2 separate regions of the Mus musculus genome follow, and region 2 is linked to region 1. A link is a contact called in public HiChIP or PLAC-seq data. All regions are on one chromosome and are shown on one strand. The core of a region is the stretch at or near the end of the contact, and the rest is flanking DNA. Distances in the headings are between cores, read along the strand shown.

Evidence for each region. HiChIP or PLAC-seq counts read pairs in DNA pulled down with a chosen protein or histone mark.
Region 2: an H3K27ac HiChIP or PLAC-seq map of embryonic stem cells shows a contact between it and region 1, with 5 times the contacts expected there. The contact joins the promoter of Anks1b here to the enhancer-like site in region 1. A contact is called at or near these places in 6 of 39 promoter capture datasets (the 3T3-L1 cell line, the HPC-7 cell line, embryonic stem cells and 2 more), 1 of 15 datasets of contacts at CTCF or cohesin (large pre-B cells), 1 of 484 Hi-C or Micro-C datasets (embryonic stem cells), 4 of 115 datasets of contacts at active chromatin or transcription factors (embryonic stem cells, large pre-B cells and stem cell-derived neural progenitor cells) and 1 of 9 other capture datasets (embryonic stem cells).

The regions. Positions count from the first base shown.
Region 1 is chr10:89,467,334-89,474,116 of GRCm38.p6, reverse strand. It overlaps Nr1h4 (nuclear receptor subfamily 1, group H, member 4), which reads left to right. Exons shown (of 9, transcript NM_009108.2): 7 at 219-365. Among named protein-coding and RNA genes, the nearest start is that of Gas2l3, 27 kb to the right of the region's middle. Within about 2 kb of position 3,221, at least 14 of the 459 cell types and tissues checked have an H3K27ac peak or open chromatin away from gene starts, as enhancers often do. A contact at or near this core is called in embryonic stem cells, where this site is marked.
Region 2 is chr10:89,869,108-89,875,890 of GRCm38.p6, reverse strand. It overlaps Anks1b (ankyrin repeat and sterile alpha motif domain containing 1B), which reads right to left and starts at 2,382. Exons shown (of 27, transcript NM_001359241.1): 1 at 2,086-2,382. The coding sequence starts at 2,219.

The DNA.
Region 1 (6,783 bases), core at 1,972-4,471:
GACTCAGTGGAGACAAACATCAAGCTTCTCATTGGGGGTTCAACAGGAATCCAGTTGACTCCCCCTGAAGACCTACTGTCAGTTGATGCGAAGGCTTTACCAGTATGGATGATCTGATGATGATATCTTATTGTGGACATGCAATAGTATCCTATGTAAGCAGTGTGAAATATTATTGGGCAAACAGGACTCCTTGACCCGTTTGATTATCATCATAGGGTTTCAGACACTGGATCACGAAGATCAGATTGCTTTGCTCAAAGGGTCCGCAGTGGAGGCCATGTTTCTTCGTTCGGCGGAGATTTTCAATAAGAAACTTCCTGCCGGTCATGCAGACCTGTTGGAAGAAAGAATTCGAAAGAGTGGTAAGTGACATACTTAAAGAGTTTTTAATCTAAGTAAAACTTGGCGTTCAAACCATGAAGATGGGCCCTAATCTACCAGGCAACATTACATGACCATGCACCTAGCATGAAGAACGGCTATAAAAAAATATAGGTTAAATAGGTGGGACTTTTGGAATCATGGTTCGAAAATTCTTTTAATAACAGCAAAATAGCCGGGTATGGTGGCGCATGCCTTTAATCCCAGCACTCGGGAGGCAGAGGCAGGCGGATTTATCCTGAGTTCGAGACCAGCCTGGTCTACAAAGTGAGTTCCAGGACAGCCAGAGCTATACAGAGAAACCCTGTCACGAAAAACAAACAAAAAACCAAACTAAACCAAAACAAAAAAACCCAGCAAAATATTCTTCTCTGAACTAAGATGAAGACCTGTGAAATATTAAAAATTTTCATCTGATTAAAAATGGTACAATGGAACTGGGTCTATCCAGTTCAGGAAAAAAAAAAGATTCATTTATTCCTAACCTATAGGTATGAAAGACTAGTATTAAGCTATTATCTATCCTATTCAAAATAAAATAAACAATTATCATCAGTACTCATTTATCATTTTCCAGATTCCAGACATTGTTCTGAATAATTTACATACAGTTTAGTCAAAGTCTGAAATCACCCTATGAGATGAGTTCTATTATCACCCCTACGTTAAAGATGAGGAAGCCAAGAGAGAAAGCTCAGGTCTCCAGAGACAAACAGAAATTCTGATCTCAGAAGCCATATGTCTTCTTCACTTTATTTACTTTGCAATGACTGGAACTAAATGGAGCATCTCATGGATTGAGCATTTGGCCTTCTACTGAGCTAAAGCCCCTATCCCCAGCTAGAAGCCATACATTTAAATCAATATAATACACTACCCCTTAAGAGACAACGTGAAATCATACCACACATAATTCAGCTTAACTTGTTATGGAGTGATACTCTGGCAGAAAATGCCAAGAGACGCTGGGATGGACTTCCATAAATTCTGTGCAAGTTTTTCTTGTGGGAATCCTTAAAATAAGGTGTTTTTATTTCACTATGAGCTTATGGGTGGGTTGGGGAATGGAGTTGGAGAGATAACCTCCTCTAAAGATCTTATTCTGTGACTAATTGGAACAAGGTTAGACTTCTAAAACCAGCATTCTAGAACAGCAATCAGAAGGAGGTATGTATTTGTATTATGCACACACACACACACACACACACACACACACACACACACACACACATACAAGCATACACATTAGAGATTATCTTTTTAAACTACCTTATAGTCATAATGTTTTCTTAGTTAAAAATTGACAGCTATCTTCAAGACCCCTGTATACATTTCCCCAAACCCTAAAGTATAGTTGCCATCATTAGCAGAGTTTAACAGTGCATACTTGTAGAAGGTACACTGTTCTTATGCAGCCACCGGTTCATTCGTTTAATGAGGATTTAGAGGGGAAGTGCCATGGTGAAGAGATTAATCAAACTGCCTCCTTTGTAAAAATCAAAGGTCTTGTAAAGAAAGAGAAAGCTGTACAACTAAGACGAAGCCCAGTAAAAAGCCCAAGAGCAGAGCTAGCTGAGAGGTGACCTCTAGTTGGGAAGCACCTTGCCTGGAGAGGTTGTGTTAGCATTTGAACCAGGCCCTGAATGGTACTGCATCTGGAGGCATGGGGTGCAGTTGTAGGACCGAAGGGCCAGTGTGGCCAGACATCTTGGGCAAGTGAAGCTGTGGTTAATAGATTTAGGCTTACAAGAAGGGGAATGGAGACGAGATGGTTAAGAGCCTTGAATTTTGTTATTTTCTACGTAATATTGAGATGCTAAAGGTTTTTGAACAGAAGAGGGAAATATGAAAATACATCTTTGCAAGTCTCCTTAGGATAAAACAGAGTGGAAAACTCCTACAGGGAGATAAGGGAATTTCAAAGGTGTGATCCCTGTCTCTGGGGGAAGTGGGGGATGGTTGAAGGATCTAAGGCTGTTGTCTCAGACTTTCACTCTCTGAAAGGCATTGTGTTGTCAAGAAGTATGGATTATAGTCTACATTTTTAAATTATTAATTCTGGCCCAGAACAGGTAGGCAACAAGGCAATAAAAATCTACCAGATAAATGTCAGGTGGTAGATTTTATTTTTCACATGGATTGGATTGGGACCTTATATTAAGCTCTCTCTCTCTCTCTCTCTCTCTCTCTCTCTCTCTCTCTCTCTCTCTGTGTGTGTGTGTTGGGGGGCATGTGTGTGTGTGTGTGTGTGTGTGTGTGTGTGTGTGTGTGTGTAAGCGATCCTAGCACATGCTACTTGGTGTAGAAGCTTAATTGCTTAAGAAACATCTGGAGAATGACTGAGAGAAAGAATGGACAAATAGGTGGAGGTTTGCTTTCAGCTGCTTATCTGCCACTTGCTTCCCTGGGCTGCCGAGAATCCGCCTTGGCTTGGGAGAGGGTCCTGAGAAAGGGGTGAATGGGAGCAGCAGAAGATGTGACTCGAAATCAGTGATGCGTGCAAGCTGCTAGCTTTGTCTTCTGCTTGAGATAGCTTTCTAGATAGCTCCTGGATTGCCCAACTGAAGTCAGAAAACCTGTTAGCTCTCTGAATAGCTCTGCTCATGCAGACCAAAGCCCAGTCTTTTATTTGCATAACAATTCAATCATTTACTCCAAGTTCCCTTTTGATTATCCCATGAATCAGCATTTTGTGACCTTAGTCCCTGGATTCTTAGAAAAAGACAGCAAGCACATTTTTTTTTTTTAAACTTAGCAAGTCCTGCGGTTCACTGGGCATAGGCTTGTGGTTGCCAAATCCAGACATAGACGTTATTATGTGAGAAACTTTCTGTTTTCCAACTTCTTCATTGCCTAAGTTAGGCTGTCCTTGAACTTGCTCTGTAGACAAACCTTGAGCTCAGAGGTCTGTCTGCCTTTGTAAACACAACCAGTAAGCTTAGCTGGATGGGATCCTGCCCTGAGATCACAACTTCCACCACTTCAGGACCTAAACTCCATCTGTCCCAGGCTGGCCTTGCACTCAGAAATCTACCTGCCTTTGTAAACACAAACAGTAAGCTTGGTTGAGTGGGATTCCTGACCTAGGACGACCACTCCCTCACTTCCTGGTGCTCCTATATTATTTAAACCATAAGCCTTGGTTTTGTTTGTTTGTTTGTTTGTTTGTTTGTTTTTCTATTCCTTTCCCTTTATTGACTCACTAGTGCAGATGCCTCTGTTTATTTTTTTATTGTTTGTTTGTTTGATTGGTTTGATTTGGTTTTGGTCTATGAAGGCCCTCACACAATTCATATTGCATCCTTATATTTTTCATAGTTGAGAAATTCTTGAACTCGTGTTTTCAGAGTTCTTTCCCACAGCCTTAAGGGCTATCCTGAAGGTCACAGTATTTGCTGAGGAACATCAGATGCATTCTTGCTTCCCAGACTCGGGCTGTTTCTGATTATTATGCAGTATTAACCTTGGAAGGGAAAACATTCTCCCAAGAAGGAACAAATGAAGCAAAATATGTACATTATTATGCAAACAAGCCCTACGTGCACAGCACTTATGGAGGGCCACATCCTATTTGCCCTGCTCTAGGGACAGCAACTGTGTCACAGTGTCCCTTCCACTGCCATGCCAGACTGGCACCGAAGGATCTTCCCAGGTATCAGAATTCTTAGTTTCTCCCTCCCTGAAAACTAAGTGCTGGGAAGTCTTCTTTTCCCAGTCCTTCTGGAAGCTGTTAGTCCCAAGGATCAGGCATCTGTTTGGGATCTGTGTGTAAGCTGAGTGCACAGACAGTGCTGACATGGGGACTCTGCTGTGGCACTCTCTCCTTTCAAGATGAGCTGTCTAAAGTTCATTCAGGTGACACATAGCATAGTTGCTATAGAAATTAAAATATTTTGATGAGTAGAGATCTGAAGGGGAATTAATTACTCAGATATTCTAATCTCTGTCTCTTTCTATATATCTCTATCTCTTTCCCCCCACTACTGGATTTCTAAGAGGAACATCCTCCATGTTATAAAAGTAATTTTTGCATGATCTATTACAGGGCTTTACTCTAGTTGTATAAGCTTTGGGAGTTGGTAAAAGCAAATGACAGGATTAAATTAAATATGCAAAGGATTAATCTATGAGAATCTCTGAAAAATAGAAGGGGAGGAAGCAGGTCCAGTGAGAGAGAGCCTTCCCCCTACTTCATTGATCTGATGCCTGTGGGAAGGAAAAGAAGGCTTGACTAGGGAGAGACTCAGAGCACAGGGCTGAGGAGGTCTAAGCTAGGGTAAAGAGAAGAATGAGGTTAGAGATGCCCACTGAACAGGCCCACAGAGGCATTGCTGTCTGTGATCAGCCTGCAGCTGGATTGCAGCTGACAATCCTTGTTAACAGTCACAAGGGAGCAGCTGTCAGGCTGCCATGGACTCTTGTAAAGGGAGATCTGAGTGGGGCATCTTCATGTTCTACAACTTGATATATATATTGTTGTTTTATATAGATCTACACACATAAGTTGTTTATATATATATATATATATGTACATATATATATATATATATATATAATTTGTTTGTAATACTTGGAGATGGATTTTTATTAAACCTGTACCAAACACATACCTATTAATACCAATACATATTCTCTAAAAGCTGAAGTGCCTAGGTTTTTGACGAGCCGTGATGGAAGACAACCATCTTACCTTCCTGCTCACTTGCTTTATCAACTCCGATTCCAGCGTCTCTTCACCCACCAAGCTGTCACCCCCCAGTCTTCCATACACTGGCTTGAGCTCCTTCTGTCCTCTATGTGTATATATATATGTCTGTGTGCGAGTGGGGACATGCATCATGGCGGGCCTGTGTTGTTGAAAGGACAGTCTTGAGTGTTGGTCCTCACCTTTGAGCTTGTTTGAGGCAATCTCTTTTATGCAATGCTGCACCAGGCTGGCCACTCTGCAAGCTTCCAGCAACTCTTCTGCCTCTGACTCCTATCCCTCAGTAAGTGTGTGGGAAGATTAAAGTAGCTTGTGCTACTGTGTGTGGTGGGCTTAGGGAATCCAAACTGAAGTGGTTAGACTTGCATGGCATGCACTCTACGTACTGAGTCATCTACTATCCTAACACTACTGTGCTATGTTTTTGCCCAGCTTCGTTTCCCTCAGTACTTAGTTTCAGGTGTCTGCTCCATCAATATGGTCCTTTCTAGGATCATTTGCCAGACACACTCAACTCTTGCTTCTTCCAGGCAAGCTGTTTTGAGACAGGTTCTCATACAGCTCAGGCTTGCCTTGAATTCACTGTAGGGAAGAAGATGGCTTTGAACTTGTCATCCTCCCGCCTCTGCTTCTGAGTGCTTCTTTTCAACCTGTGAGTCATCTTGCTCGCTGACTGCTTTGCTGGGAGCTAAATCCAGGACCTTTGGGTATGCTAAGCTATATCAAGCTACAGGTGTTTGCTTTTTGCCTTGCCAGGGAAAATTGCTTAGCTGACTGAGTTCAATTCACCACTTGCTTTAACTGGAGGACTAAGACAGCATGGTTGGCTCACACATTCCAAGTGCAGCAGGGGACTCTCAGTTTGCCACTCTTTCCCAGCTACTCATCGTCTTATGCGAAATCATCACCCTGTGTTTCCTCCTTCCTCAAAATTCCAGCATGCCTCCTTCTTCTTAACTAATGACTTTGTTGGGAAAGGTGGCTTTTATAAGCACACGATGTACTCGGGGTAAAGTGCTGACTATGTTATAGCACCATGGTCTCCAACCTCGGCTGATCTACTTCATCCCTTGGATGTTGGCAGCATCTAGAGATATTTCTGATTGTCACATTGCAGGGAGGGGACACTCCTTGCATCTGGTGGGCAGAAGCTATATCATTAGCAAACAATTTACATAGTTGCAGATTTCAGTCATGCCTAGATTTAGGAACTCTGCTGTAGGGGGATGCTGAGCACTGAGGCCAATTAACAGCGTTGTCTGTGTGAACCTCCTGCAGCAAATGTTGTAGAAATGTAGAGTGATGTGGCATCTTGTGGAGGTCTTTCTGTGCAGTTATTCAGTTGTCTCTAGACAGATACATGTTGAATACTGGGGTTGTCCTGCACCTGAAACTGTTCAGTTGTCAAGGGTATGGACTCACACTGCCTGGCCTTTGTCCTTCGGGAACCGCAGACTGGTATAGAAGGTGGAAGAGCATTAGAAAGGAACACTGTGCAAACTGGAGCATGGAGGAGTGCTCACATTCCTGTGCAAGCGTATTTGATAGGCACTGGACAGGTGAATCCTGAAGGATGGATAGGAATGTTTCTAGCAGGAAAGTCTAAGGCTGCCATATGTAGGTACCAAAAATGCAAAAGATATGGTTTTAACAATATGGCATCCATGTCCCATACCCACAAGTACCCTGGTGAT
Region 2 (6,783 bases), core at 1,133-3,632, 400 kb before region 1:
TACTTCTGTTTCAAAGATAAAACAACTGAGAAAGGCCTATCCAAAAAAAATATCATTTGTCTCAATTCGTGTCAGTGATATTAACTAAACCTCTCATTGCTAATGAATTCTCTATTTTCCAAAATGATTAATTTTTAATCTTTGAGGAACTTGTTTTAGCATACATCCATTATCATTTTTATAATCATTGATTCTGTTGCAAATACAACTAGTTCACTTCTAACTAAAAATTGTAACTAAACTTTTCTATAATCTACAGGTAAATACCAAAACTGATGTCTAAAATACATATATTATCTAGTTGTGTTTGAAAATGGAAGACAGCACGCGGAAGAGTTATGTTTTCTAAGACCCACTGGGGGCAGAGCTTCTATACATAACCACTGTTCTGCAATGAAATATTATTCCAATAGTGTCACTGTCACCAAGTATATGTAATAGTACATGGCTCTTTAAATCTTGCCCTTTTTCAGGTATGTTCATTTCACTGTAATATAACCTTTTTCTTCCCCCCTAGAGGCAGTATTATAATTAATTGCACCATCTGATCACAACCTATGAGAACCTGTGTCCATGCCACAATATTTTCATGCATAAGTTTGTATCAAACACATAAGGACATCAGCACAAAAGGTCAGAGCAGCCGTTCTCAACCCCAGGGCTTGCAATCTCTTTGAGGGTCAAAAGACCCTTTCATAGGGATCACCTAAGACTACCAGGAAACACAGATATTTACCTTGCAATTCATAACAGTAGCAAAATGACAGTTATAAAGTAGCAACAAAAATAATTTTGTGGTTGGGAGTCACCACAACATGAGGAACTGTATTAAAGGGTCACAGCCTTGCACTAGTTGAGTGGATAAAGATGCTTGCTTGCTCTCAAACCTGAGAACTTGAGTACCACTTCCTGAATCTGCATGATAGAGGGAGAAAACAGGCTCTCACAAGTTGCCCTCTGCTTTCTGAATGGGGTAGATGGCATGCACAGCGTGCACACACACGCACACACACACACACACCAAGTAAGTGTAATTATTTTTATTTTTTATAAAAAGTAATACAAAATATTTTTAAGCAAGAAAACCACTCCAGCTTTTAATTTTTTTTACAAGTATCATTAAGTTGCCATTAAGAGATGTTTTAAGATAGAGTTATGTATGATGATAGATGCCTCCAAAAATACACAAGACACACTGAACAATCACGACTTGAGAACTAAAGAGCTTTCCTTGAATTTCATTGAGTGCTCTTCAGGCTTCCTGCCTCCTAAGAGATTTCATTTGTTCAATTCAACTTTTAATAGTTTCTCAAACATGCAGACAAACCCTGCTCTCTCTAGCTCTCTCTAGTATGGTGAATAAAGACTTTGACTTTTTTTAATGTCACCTTAGAAAGAACCTTTGAGAACTAATATTCGTCTCACCTGCAACATGTTAACATTAAAAGGCCTCTGCTGTATTTATTCCACACACGCTTTCCCAAGCCGGATGTTTCCCTCAGCTGTGTCTGGGAAACTGAAAGTAAACTAAAGCTGCCCAACCTGCCTCATCAAGTTTTACACACTCCTGATTGACATCTCAGAAGGTTCCCTGGCTTTGTTTTTGTGGGATCGTTACCCACTGCTGATGCTTTCTGCCCAAGAAGGAAGCAGCAATCCAGGGAGTCGGTGGCTTTCGCAGGATAACTGCAAGCATCCAACAAGCTTCTCATTTAAATAGCCAAATAGTAGGGGGTGGGCTTTCACAGCTGCAAACACAAACAGTACCAGGCATGCCGATTTCCTTCTAGCAACACCAGTACATGTACAAGTTCTGCACCACGGTTTAGAGAAAAGTAGCTGATTGACGCATTGATGGAAAAGCTATTTTAAAATTACTCCAAGAGTCTAAAGCATCGGTCTAACTGGGAGGCTCTTGCCTCCTCTTCACACACACGGTCTGTTTTCCTGTCTAATTTAAGAATGAATCGCTGACACCTCCAGGTGCAATATACCCTGAGGAGAGAACGTACCCATCACAATGCTAACGAGGGGTGTGCATACCACCACCACCACCCCGAGCCCGCAGTGAGTGCCAGTTCTTACCTTAGCAGATTAGACAGGGGCAGAGGTCCGGATCCACCACCCAGGATCCCTCCTTTCCTGCCAGATAGGAGTTTCTCCACCAGAGCCACATTGCCAGTACGAGCAGCTTCCAGCAGCTCCTGGTCCTTCCCCATAGTCTCTCACCGAGTCCGCTACAGAGTCCTTTCCCTGCTCCAGGTCCACTCCCCAAAAGCCAGGGCCCTCCCCGCCCCACCCTATAAGGATGCCCGGGCTTATTCCCTGCAGCCCCGCGCAGGGAGCAGCACGCCGTCCTCCTTCTCTCCGCGCAGCTTCTACAATGGGGAGCAGCCTGTGTTTGGGCAGAGGGGCTGGCCAAGCGGCGACGCGCCCCCACAGCCACTCCCCTGCATTCCCGAGGCCTCCTTCCCGCGGGTGGGGTGCGAGCGGGTGGGGACCGGGCCCGGGCGCTGCCGAGGAACGGAAGGAGGATGCTGAGCTCAGAGAACGCCGAGCCCTGAGCAGGATGCTCCGGCGCTGACAGGAGGATGCTGAGCAGCGGGGAGGATGCTCCGGCACTGAGGAGCTCAAGGAGCGCTCTGAGGCTGATGAGGAGGGAGCGAGTCGAGCGCGTCCTCCCCAGAGCTAGAGGGTATCGAACCACGGCAGCGGAGGCCCGTGCGTACAAACGCCCAGCCTGGATCCACCTGGGTTCCGCGCCCGGCGGGCTCGGGGCTTACACGGGGACGACGGCCGCGGCCCGCGGCTGGGGTGGCTGCGGCCCGCGCCGAGGCTGGGCTGTGCGGACGAGCCGCGGCGGGTGCGTGCGGAGGGCGGCGGCGGCGGCGGCGGCTCGGAGGCTCGGCGCGCGGGGGGCGTGTGCGCGCGGCAGGTGCGGCCCGGGGCCGACCGTGGGGCGGGCGGGGGGTTGGGGGGGGGGTGCAGTTCTGTGCCAGTGGGCGGGGTCCTCCTTGCTCCCTCCTCCGTGCTCCCTCCGCTCTCCTCCCTCCTTCCCCGCTCTTTGCTCCCTCTCCCTCCTCTCTCTTCTCCCCCCACCCCCCACCCCGCTTCTGCTCCCTTCTCCCGTCTCTGAAGAGGTTTAACTGTGTGAGTACTGGAGATCACCCCGCTAGCTGCTGAGGCGCCTTCTCTGCCTGAAGCCCAGAGTCAGTAACCAGACTTGGGGAAAATCTTCCACTAGGAGGTGATGGAGAACGAGGTGCTGAGAAGAGGCGCTTTTGCTGCAGTTTCTGTCCCAGTCCGGGGGACTTGAAGGATATTTCATCCTCTTGCTTTACCTCTCTGGTGAGAGTCTGAGATGTCCGTCCTTGGAAGAAGCTGAAGAGGTTTGGTTTATCCTAGTTTCTGAACCACTGAATGCCTTGTGACTTTTGCAGGTTTTTTAGGGTCTTTAATCAGCCTGAATTTTACTCGGGCTTTGGAGAGCTGCTGACTTGTGCAAATACCAGAAAAAGGGTTCTCATTGGAAATTCTTCCACATCCACCCTAGGAAAAATATAAATGGGCATGGATGAGAGAGCTGCTTTGATTTGCATATATCATCAGCAGTTCATTGTGTATGACTGCCTTGATTTTGTTGGATGTTTTCCTTGCTCGTGGCAGAGAACGCATGCTTATTTTCTTTTGAAACTTCCTGTGACAGCTTGTGGTCAGTTGATAGGAAAAGATGTGATTGTCATTTTGCTTACAACAACCCAACGAACTGGATATTATTACTGTATATTACTTTAGAACTAAAGGAGAGGTCCAGAAAGGGACAAGATGCCACACAGTCGTTGGCTGACAAACTGGACCTGGGAGCTAGTAAGATGCCTCAGCAGGTAAATGTGCTAAGCCAGAAGACCTGAGTTCAGTCTCCCCAGCCCTCATAGTAAAAAGGAGAAAAATAGGGGCTGGTGAGATGGCTCAGTGGGCAAGAGCACCCGACTGCTCTTCCGAAGGTACAGAGTTCAAATCCCAGCAACCACATGGAGGTTCACAACCATCTGACTCCCTCTGGAGTGTCTGAAGACAGCTACAGTGTACTTACATATAAATAAATAAAAATCTTTTTTAAAAAAAAAGGAGAAAAATAGCTCCCACAAGTTGTCCTCTGGTCTCCATACACACACACACACACACACACACACACACACACACACACACCTGTGTGCTTCCATTAAATAAATAGATAGATAGATAGATAGATAGTCTGAGAGATAGTATTTCCTGAGAAGAGTATTTCCTGCTCTTGCAGAGAATCAGTTCTGTTCCTAGCACCCATATCGAGTGGCTGACAACTTTGTGTAACTCCACCTGTAGAGAACCCAGATCGTCTGGCCTCCACAGGCCTGACAATTATGTGTGCATACCCACATACACACACAGAATTAGAAATATATCTTTAAAATAAATGGAAAAAGTTAACAGCTGGATCCTAGAACTGACTTAATTCAGATCCCAACCTGAGACCCCATTGAATAGCAAATTACACAGAAATTAATTCTTACAAACATTTGATGAGCAGTTACCACATGCCAGAAGCCATATGTACTAAATGCTTTCTACACTTTTTGTTTCAGTACTCAACAAAATTTCTGTAGACTATGAGACTATCATGTGTGCATTTCACTTTTCTGTGGAGTCAGAGGTACCTCTTTTATCCTTAGTGCGCATACGAGGAAACTGATGAGCTCAAAGTCACATCATTGGAAACTATGATAAGACAGATCCAGGACTCCCTGCCACTTAGGCCAAAACTTTAGGTAAACAACAGGGAAACTCAAAAGACATTCAGATAGATAGATAGATAGATAGATAGATAGATAGATAGATGGATGGATGGATGGATAGATAGATAGATAGATAGATAGATAGATAGATAGATAGATAGATAGATAGAGTAAATTAGAGTGTTTTTCTGTAGCTCAGTTTTCTAAAATTTTATTTCAGTGGCTCAGAGCATCAGGTAAATTTGTAGCTTCTCCTTGCAGGATCCCCAGAGGGTATAGAGTTTGACTGTCTGACATTTTGTTTTTCCTTTTCATTTTAAAATCTATTTTAATGAGAAGATGATATATGCCCCCTGACATAACAGGCCTAGCTAAACCGTTCGTGAAACAAGAAATGAGTAGTCATGAATTCATTATGCACAAGAAAATCCCTTTCTTCCTTACTACTGTTTGTCTCCTGAACAAAACAAACTTTTCCCAGAATACCCTGTAAGTACTCAGATGACCAAAGCTGAAATATCAACCAATATCGAATCATAGATCAGTTCCAGGCACTCTGCTGACATATGATATTCAAATGCAATTTTTCTACTCTACACTTTTTATTTTAGATAATTTCTAACTTCCTATTGAAGAGGAAAAGGGCTTCCACTAAATGAGAATAAGCTGGCAAATTAAAAGAGAAAACATTATTCGAAAAATCCAAAGAGGCTAGATAACTAGAATGTTTTGTAAGTGTCCAGATTTCATCAAACATTTTTGCATCTGTGAGTGGTAGAAAGAAGCATTAAATCTTGGAAGCCAACTAGTCAATCTGGATCTAACTTTGTTACATAAAAGTTTGGAATTCATCTCTACTGGGCTTCCCCGTCCTAACAATGTATTCTTGTGATGAAATACAGAGATTCTTATTTTATTCTGATTTTAGGGCTAGGAAGTAGATATAATTGCTTTTAAAAAGTAATGTAGACCTTACTTCTTTTAAATTCCTTATTTTAAATTATGGTGTACACAAATGAAATTATAAATAATTTTAAGCAAGCTAAGAAGTGTGTGTGCAGAAGTGGATGCTCATAGTCAGCTATTGGATGGATCACAGGGCCCCCAATGGAGGAGCTAGAGAAAGTACTCAAGGAGCTAAAGGGATCTGCAACCCTATAGGTGGAACAACAATATGAACTAACCAGTACCCTGGAGCTCTTGTCTCTAGCTGCATATGTAGCAGAAGATGGCCTAGTCGGCCATCACTGCAAAGAGAGGCCCATTGGACTTGCAAACTTTATATGCCCCAGTACAGGGGAACGCCAGGGCCAAGAAGTGGGAGTGGGTGGGTAGGGGAGTGGGGGGGAGGGTATGGGGGACTTTTGGGATAGCATTGGAAATGTAAATGAGGAAAATACCTAATAAAAAATATTTAAAAAAAAAGAAGTGTGTGTGTGTGTGTGTGTGCGTGTGTGTGTTTAATGACACTCTTGTTGGGTCACTAAATGGAGCTGAAAATAAAAATGGGAAGAAAAACAAAGACAAAGTAGGTAGATATGTATTTATAAAATATAAGTAAGTAAAACCTTTGAAAACATAAAGACAATGAAGGATCTCAAATCTAGATACCTTAGAGTGATATCCCTTAGTCTGTTGGTCTGTTTGCAGTGAGGGAAAGAGAATGTCTTAAAATGTGGAGTTACTAAGTAAGGCTCAGGTTCTCGGCCTTCCTGATGCTGTGACCCTCTAAGACAGTTCCTTGTGTTTCTGATGTCCGCCAACCATGAAATTCTTTTCCTTGCTACTTCATTACTGTGATTTTGCTACTGTTATGAACCTTAATGTGAATACCTGTGTTTTCCAATGTCAACCCACTGAGGTGTAGCAGCCCCATAGGGTGAGAACCACTGAACTAAGGTATGGCGATTTAAATTGAGAAATGCCCCCAGAGGCTCCTGAACCACTTGGTCTGCACATAGTGACACTATTTGGGAAAGTTATTGAGCCTTTAGGAGGCAGAGCCTTG